Regions from separate parts of the Anser cygnoides genome. Here region 1 is linked to region 2. Evidence: chromatin contacts called from public Hi-C data. All regions are on one chromosome and are shown on one strand. Each heading gives the region's core, a stretch centred on a gene start, on an enhancer-like site or on the middle of the called end of the contact. The rest is flanking DNA. Distances are from core to core; before and after follow the strand shown. Region 1 overlaps TMEM132C (transmembrane protein 132C). Region 2 holds the start of TMEM132C (transmembrane protein 132C).

The links. Hi-C and Micro-C count contacts between places; a contact is called where the count stands out from the background.
Region 1: a contact with region 2 is called in a Hi-C map of liver, with 2.0 times the contacts expected there. The contact joins the enhancer-like site here to the promoter of TMEM132C in region 2. A contact is called at or near these places in 3 of 7 Hi-C or Micro-C datasets (all in liver).

Annotation. Positions count from the first base shown.
Region 1 is chr17:4,992,493-4,997,170 of Taihu_goose_T2T_genome, reverse strand. All of the region lies in intron 1 of TMEM132C (transmembrane protein 132C), which reads right to left. Among named protein-coding and RNA genes, the nearest start is that of TMEM132C, 35 kb to the right of the region's middle. Within about 2 kb of position 2,575, at least 2 of the 3 cell types and tissues checked have open chromatin away from gene starts, as enhancers often do. A contact at or near this core is called in liver, where this site is marked.
Region 2 is chr17:4,957,717-4,961,950 of Taihu_goose_T2T_genome, reverse strand. It overlaps TMEM132C (transmembrane protein 132C), which reads right to left and starts at 1,778. Exons shown (of 9, transcript XM_066979274.1): 1 at 1,576-1,778.

The DNA.
Region 1 (4,678 bases), core at 1,326-3,825, 34 kb before region 2:
ATAATATCTCAATCAGTAACAAAGTATAAATAATTGGCTGCCAACAGAACGTAACTGTAAAATGGTCAGGATGTTACGCAGACTCAATGACTCATTTTAAAGAAGTGCTCCATCTTCCCTGGTTTATCTCCTAGACTTTTTTGACTTGCTCCTTTGGGAGCCACTAGTCTTGCATATTTTCATGAGGAAAGTCACTAAACAAACTTCTAGTGCCATCACTGCTCAGGGTTTGGACAAGTGCAGGGATTTCAGAGAAATTAAAGACCCTAGAGACACATAGTTGACTAGTGAACAAATGTAAATATCTATGGTAGATTATCCATTATGAACTACCTTCAGCAAAAAAAAAAAATAAAATAAAATTCCTAAATCAAGCCCATTTTCCACCAATTTGGGCACTTACAGGATATACCAAGTCAAAGATGTGAGAATAGTGGTGTGGTGTTGCCCAGTGTTAGCCTCTGTGAGCTGTAGCGAATGTCACTTATTGGTTGCTTTCAGTGGAAGTTTAATACATCCATCCACAGCTAAATCCAGTTGGTTACATTCATTCATTTTCTTTTAGTTTTGCCTCTAAGCATCTCTAGATGTCTGAAAAGAAAGATAAAGCAATTACTTGATTTCATCCTCAGGATTTTAGCTCTCAGCCTCAGCGTGGTGCCTCTTTAGCACTTGATTAGTGTCTAAATTCTCCTCAGATTAAAGAGGGTTGTCTTTTTTCTCAGTGCATTACACACATGGAGAAAACACAAATCAAAGGGGTCCAACATTCAGCACGTACAAGTCGCCACAGTTTTTCAGCTCTGGAGAGACTGTGCCAATTTACACCTGGGAAAGATTTGTCTCAAAATATTTTCAACCAGATTTATGCATTTAAGTAGGCTATAAAATCTAAGCTACGATTTTAGAGTCTGAACTAATTCCATAATAAATAATCTCTTAAAAAAAAAAAAGGTAAATATGCTCTCATCAAGTCAGCTTCTAGAACAAGCTCTGCAGGATGTTTTGAATCTATGCCCCAGAGATCATTGACGATAAATTGGAAGAAGAGAAATGGTTTGCTGTATACATGAAATAGGGCTGAGCACAGAAAAATAATTAGAGAAAGCTACTGTTGTAGTTCTCCTGTTTATTTTTGTCTGAAAGTCCTTGAATAATGATCCAAAACACACCATTAGTGATTACTGTTTCCCAATGATTAATCAGCTGCAAAATTGTCTTTTTCTTCATCATCTCCTTGAGAACAGAGAGGAAAGCCATACAATAGGTGTTTGAAATGAACTATTTTGTTTCAGCTGCTCTACGTGAATCCCACATAGCCCACACATTCCAGCCCTCAGCCCCTCTTACTTGTCCAAAATCCTTATTCTGTAAATTATTTGTACAAATGGGGTTTAAAAGGAATTTACACTCTTTGCCCCAAATCTCTTCAGAACCCACATTTTTAAGACAGCTTCCAGAAGCACTCTTTTTCTGCTCTATAAAATGTATATAACTAACAAAACTCAGGTGTGGGAGGGAATGTCACATAAGAACTCCCCTAAACAAATTCCAGTCTCACAAGAGATCAGATCTGGCCCTCCAGCTATTTCCAGACCTCTCTACATCACGGGACTGTGGTGAAAGCATTTTTTATGAAATAGCTAGGTCCCTAAACTTCCAGGAACCACTTGAATTCATTCAAAGGACTCCCTAATTTACACCAGCTATTTAATCAAGAATATCAGTAGTAAGTTCGGATGTTCAGAGTTCAGCTGAAACTTAGGACAAAAAAGAGGATGCAGATTTCAAGAACAAGAGCTGTAAGAAGTCTGACAAACGTTTCCAGCTCCACAGTGCAACATTACCTGATGTTTGCCGTTTCAAACAATAATAGCTGCAGTTAACACATTCCAGCTGGGAATTAGTGGTAGCATGATGTTGAAAAACCTTAGCCTTTGATGTCCTGGTGAAACAGACCTTGAATTATTATCATTTTTTTTTCTACATTTGCAAACCAGCTTTACAGACCAGACCTAGGTATTGTAATCAGTCTGTCCTTTTGGTCACTCCCAGCTGGGAACAGAATTTTGTGACCATAGTATAACTCTTCTCCATATGCCTGGAAACATGAAAACATGTAATAAACACAGGTATAATTTTAGATAAAGATTTAAAATAAGGTTTTTAAAAGGCATTCATGAAGTAATAACTAAGTTTCTAGCTCATCAGCTTTATCATTAAAAAATAGTATATTATTTCATGGGAAAAATCATTTACTTCATAATTCCCACAGTAACTGCCCTAATGAAAACATTCAGAGGTGTTGTGTATTTGTAATTTGAAAGGCACATTTCAGCTTGCTACTTCTGTTCCTGAAACTGTGATAAAAATTGCACAACAAGAGTCCTGTAGTCAGCTGTTGACAGGATTTTGTTTTATTTAGACACACAAAAGTCCAAGTGAACCTTTGTGCTTCTCTCCCTTCCTAACACAACTCGACCAGAGAATTCAAAGGGGTCAGACCACACAAATACATGAATCGAGTTTGATCCTGGTTTATGTAAGTCAGTGGAGTCACACCACAGATGGCCTTTAAATCTGCTCTGACCTGAAGGACTGATCAAATATACTGGTTAAAGTACACTGGAGATTTTTTTTTTTGCCACTGTCACCACAGTTTTATAATCTTGAACGTGTTTATTTTTAAACCTCTGAGGCTATTATCCCTTCTTGTATCTGAGCAGACGTGACTTGCCCAAGGGTACTCAGACAGCTTGTGGTGGTGGAACAGGGGGAATTACCTACAGCATCTAATTTTACATTCACAAATCTAATACCAGTAGAGGTACGTAAGAAAGATTTTCTTATTCATAGTAGTGAACTCTGAACTCAGTAAGTAAACTTCTTTACTCACAGAAGTTGCTCATTGGCATTATACAAACTGAAGATCGAGATCATAGTCTACAGCCATACTCAACAGCACAGATTTATTTATTTTTAATATATATTCTTAATACAAGAGTCAGTGTTGATTTAATTTAGTGCTAGGAAGGACTGCGTAAACACGAGTACCATTAATGAGGTAAAAATGTTAACTGTCAGCAAATTCAGCCAAAATGAGCACTAACCTAAGAAAGATCAGAAGATGAATGTCATTTGAATTCAAAGCCACAAACTCAGATCAGATGCTTTTATACCTTAACAAGACTAGTCAAAGTTGGAAATTTACAATGTAACTCAAAACCAGAGAAAGTCCTATGTGCTGCTGACAACACCATCAAGAGAAAAAGATAGAAATTATTGCTGATTTTTAATAGAAATAAAACTGTATCAGCATTCATCCTTTCAGAAAGGAAAGTCCAGGCAATAACTGCTAAACAGAAGATAAAAAAAAGAGGGGATGAGGGGAAAGGAAGAAATCCGATGAAAGAAAATAAATCCAATTACAGAAGAAAACAGTCACGTCCCTCCTCCCACCCCCCCTCCAGTTTTAGGCATAAGGACAGGTCTATCAGCTTTCAGAAGAAGCTAGGTGATTATCTCTGCTAGTCTCCCTGTAAAATTCCACTCTCATCTTCCCTACAGGTTCATCTACTCTGGCTCCAAATGAATTACAAAGATTTTTTCTTCTTCTAAGTGTCTACTGTGAAGTGAGTGTACTCTTGAACTGCCCTCAGCCCATTTGCTATTTCACTAAGAGTACAGAAAAAAGCGTTCAGTTTAATTTTCCCTTCTTTTAAATCCACATATTTCCCCCCTGCACTGAGCAATGGGAAACAGATTCAGACAGCCTTAAAACACTATCTCAGCAACAAAGCATGCAATGTGCTCCATCTCATCTCGCCACTCCAACTGAGTTTACAGCAGTGGGTGGCTTTCAAACCTAACATTTGATCAAAATGAAAAACTGGGCATTCCTTTCACCCTATGACAGGCAGGCTGATATAAATCACAGCCTTCCCAGCAAGGGTTCTTCCCCAGACAATGAATTGTGGCAGTGTCTCAAAGCTCAGCCTGGGCCATTGTAAGAGAAAGTTTTAGGTTTTTAAAGCCGGCCTGGGCTTTTTACAACAGCACTAAAACCAGAAAAGGGAGAAAATTTATGGTATGGCTGTTTGTGACGGGTGAAGAAGATGTTTCCCCTCAAAAGTTGTATTTTCAGTGCATCGCTCCTGGTAGGTTTGTGCCAGCTTATGGTTTTATTATTCATATTTCACTAGCACTGAAAGCTCCAAATCAGATCATCCACCTCCTCCTATTTTATGCACTTACATACACATGTAGATAGGGCAAGGCAGAGTTCATACACTGCTCCTTCATTGTTTTGTCAACAAACAGCCAGCCTTCGTTAGTCAGCACCTCTGGAAAAAGCTCTCAGATCTGTTCTCTCAAGGACTGCATTGCACAGATCCTCTGGTTCTGATTTAGCAAGTGGACAGTGCAGGTAAGCGGTAAGTAACAGCTACTAAATCAGTGTTGCGTGCGCGCGTGTGTACACACAACAATGCCTGATCAAAGCAAAGCTGATACCATACACAGCACCGACGTTTTTCTTTGCTAACCCGGTAACCTATTAGAAATGCCCTCCGGTCTCAACAATTTTAAGCCTTAACTTCAAAAGATCAGCTTATCCTTCAGGGCTAAGCTGACTGACAGGTGGGGGTTGGGAAGAAATCCAGTCCCCTCCCTTCAGCCC
Region 2 (4,234 bases), core at 529-3,028:
TCCCACGCTGGGCCCGGGCCCCCCACCCCCCTCCCACGCAGAAGGGCCCTTTGCTCCAGGGGGATCTCCGAGATGTGTCGGTACACACCACCACCGCCGAGGCGGGGAGGAAGGAAACTTTCCCCGTTTCCCATTTCAGCCAGATGCAAGCTCGCAAGGTTCTCTCCCATGCACATAAACACGGGGACGGGAGAGAGGGGGGGCGAAACTGTAAGACAGAGGAGAAAGAGAGAGGATTTTAAAAGGGAAAATAAAGGCGTGGAGAGGAGATAAAGGAAATAACGAGGAGAAAGGAGGAACTGAGCCCACACGCCGCGAAAAGCGAGCGGCCAGCCTGAGGGGCTTCACCCAGCTCAGCCCGAGCGCGAACGCGACCGCCCCGCGGCCCCCCCGCTTACCTCCGCGGAGCAGGGCCGCCAGGAGCAGGCTGCGGGCCGCCCGCAGCGGGCTGAGAGCCGCCCGGCGGGGCACGGCGCCGCGGGTAGCCCCCGCCATGCCGCCGAGACGGGGACACGTCCCGGGAGCGGCTCCGGGAGGCTCGGCCGCCGTCGCCCCGCTAGCTCCCCCGGCTCGCCATCGCCGCAGGCACACACCGAGACCCCGCTCAGCACCGCGGGGGGCTCCTGCCCATGCCGGCCCCTCGAAGCCCTGCCCCAGAGCCGGGGGGGGGGGCAGCGGCTGCCGGGACCCCCGGCCCCGCCAAGGAAAACTTTCCGAGCGGAGGGGCTGGGTCGCCCCCCGGCTGCTCGCCGCTAAACACGGGCGCCCTTCGCTGCGGCTCCGCTTCCCGTGCCTTTATCTGGGGGCCGGCAGCAGACGCGCACACACACACAGACGCACTTTTCCCTGAGAGGAGGGGAGCCCAGCCCCGGCGGGGAGCGGAGGCGGTGACCTGCGGGCTGAGGGAGGACCAGCTCCAATCAGGGAACCCACGCGTGCACCGGGCAGCCCGCCCCCGGGGACGGGGGTGCCACCACCACCACTGTCACCACAACCACCACCATCACCACAGCCGGGGGACCCACCCCCCACCGGGGAGCGGGGCATGAGGGTCAGGAAAGCCTCGGGCTGAGGGGCGAGCGCCCGGCACCGGGAGGCTGAGGGGGGAGAGCGGGAACCGGTAACGGTCCTGTCACGGAGAGCGCCCGCGGGAAAGCGCTGCTGAGGTGAGACCGCCACTCGCAGCGCCTGGACCGTGAGGGGAGAAGAGGTTTGCCAAGCCGACATGGCAGGAGAGGAGAACCTCGGCCCGATGGGGGGCCAAGGGCAGACTGGAGGGGCAGGGCACCCGAATGAAGGCACCCCCAGACCGGCTGGCCCTGGGGAGTAGAGGAAGCCCCCTCAGAAACTATGGGCCACCACTGACCTCACATCTTCAGTCCTCCCTTCTCAAGTCCAGGTATAGTGCCAGATATATAGAAAATAAAAGAACATTACCAAAACAGGAAAGTTTACTACACACATACACATCCCTCCAGAAAGAGCAAGAGGGATGCATGACAGATTTTGATCACGTTGGTTTGCGTGCTGTGCCATTACAGTCCACCACTAGTCCCTCAGAACTGCTCAACCCACCTGGATTTCACCCATCTCCAGCCCAACCTCTCACACTTCCATTTCCTTCTGCATAGTTTCATCTTCTAAACATAATTCTCATGCCTCATCTTTATTCCCATCTTTTAACTTGATCCAGATAATCCAGCAGGTATCTTTTCTGATATTTTAATCATAATAGAAAATATTGAGTGCAGAAATCCCCAAAGCAGGGAACAACCTACCCTCTACAACCCTACCCTCTGCTTTTGTCTGAGAAATTAAGCCCTCATTCTTCAGGTGAAGAGTCACAGCCAGTCAACTATGACTGGTTAATAAGCTAAAATTAGTGAAGTTCTCTCCATCTGTTGTCAGGTAGCAAAACAGGTGTCAAAGTTTATCATTAGATATTTTTCTAAATAAAGTGAATAAAGCATATCTATGCTAATTCTATAAAGCCCATTGTTTACACAAGACATTGTTCCCAATTTGATAAGCCAAGTCAAGAAAAACTACTTTAAAATAGGGACTTCTGATGAGGAAGTGATGATGAAGGAGCATGCTTGGGACTGTTATGGTTTACATGATTTTATTGTCATAAAAACAGCTGATTCAAATAGAAAAAAAAATCAAGCTAATAGCAGCTAGTTGAAATACATTAAAAAAAAAAAAAAGTATATCATATGGATGCAATCCTAAGATAATTTTTTCACAGGAATGTAAAGAAACATTTCTCAGTGAAAAAATAATTCAAACATGTAACAGCTATAGCCTTTTCTGCTTGATTGTAAATTCTGTAGACACTACAGATACTTGTTAGAGGTTTTAAATGTAAGAATCCCGCAGTCAACAGTAAAACACAGCAGCTAACAAGCATTTATATCCTGTCTACACTTGAATTTGTACATAATGTGTATACACAATTCATCTGATTTATAACAGAAAGCAGATACAGTCAAGACAAAAGCCTTTCCAAGGCAACTTTTACCAAGGGACCAAAAAACAATGCAATCATCATTCATAAACTACCAACTTTGTTTTCTTTAAATTGCAAAGAAAATTTCAACATAATGTAAACTAGAGGGAATATGAGATTATTTGGAAATATTGACATGTAGTATTATGTGCTATTTATCATAACCAAGCTGGAGTGTATATAACATTATTTGCCTAAAATGTTCTGAAGAAAATTTTGGAAATTCTATGTAGAACCCATTGGCAGCGACTTTCATGGGTAAGAAGTAGAAGTATAGAGATGTCTAAATATAATAGATTTTGCTACAGCTGTCATTATTCCATTGAAATTTGATTTCTTGCCATTGTAGATGCAATATTTTGGAGCCAAAATTGTCAATAGAAGCTATGCCTAATTTTTTAGGCTAGTATGTTCCCTTCAGTAAGCATAAGGAAATATAGAACATTCTCAGGAACAAATAGAATGTGACTTGGCCAAAGCTGACTTCTTTCTTAGGGTCAGGCAGACTCCTAAATTTTTCAAGTGTCCTTCAAGCTGAAAATGCTACCTACATCAAGGTCTCTCACCAACCCCTCTTTAGATTTTGTCAGCCACAATGTTGAAGTCACATGCCAATTCACTGATGCAAACTGAAAAATGAAAGCAGAAAAAAGAATGCATCAAATCAAAGCACATATTGCCATGTGCAGATAGCAATTGATAGGGGAACTCTAAACCCGTGTGCAGAAATTGAGATATTTTGTACAATTTGTATTTTGAAGGTGCACCTGCTGCGTATGCGGCAGTTCTGTATGGTAAATGTATCTCACCAACATTTCTCAGGCAAACACATGATCATGCACTTTGAGGAGTAACATATTGTGTAGGTAACTGAACATTAGAATAGGTACTTACAGCTATCCCATTTGCTATTTTGTTGGACAATAAAAAAGCTATAAGTTTGTCTCATACCGAGCACAGAGATGTGTAACATTCATCATAAAAAGGAAAATAGTTGAAGTACAAGATTTTTCACTTTTTTTTCTTCATGAGAAAACGTGTTCATTTCAAGATAAAAAAAGAGCCATCTTTTGTGCTATGTAGACTTCCAATAACAAAATAAAATCACAAACCCATCAGCCAGCCCTAAGACTGCACTGCAAGCAAAAGTTTGTCAGAAGCAATAATCTGACAGAACTTCAGAAAGCAGATGTTGGGGTTGTGAAGTTGCCAGCAGTTTAACACTCATGACTTAAGTGAGTATAATAGACATTACAGCCTGTGATCTTGGTTTTAATCAGTCTCTAATGAAAACTAATTTTTGACAAATACTCAGTAATTTAGCCAAAAAACATAGGTTGTCCTTGATATATGTGAGTGGTTATGGATGTAATCATTTAGCACTAACTACATCTACTACTTGAAGGCCTGTTAAGCTTGTTTGCTGTTTTAGCTAGCTACGTGTCATTATCCTTGGCACTATATTATACATATGGCTTTGTCTATTCATGTGAATTTAAGCAAGGCACCTACTTTACTCCATAATGTCTTTATGTGTATAACGACATAATGATCTAAAAAGTTTTATAAAGTACATGGGCACATAGCTACATCTGTATTCTAGAATTCTTTAAAAATTAATAGCACTAGGTAAATAAATGATTTTCTAATTTATTGTGTACCTCTCTGCTCACAAATTGTTTGTAATTATTCAGAATTATACTTTTCTTAACTCATTTAATTTAA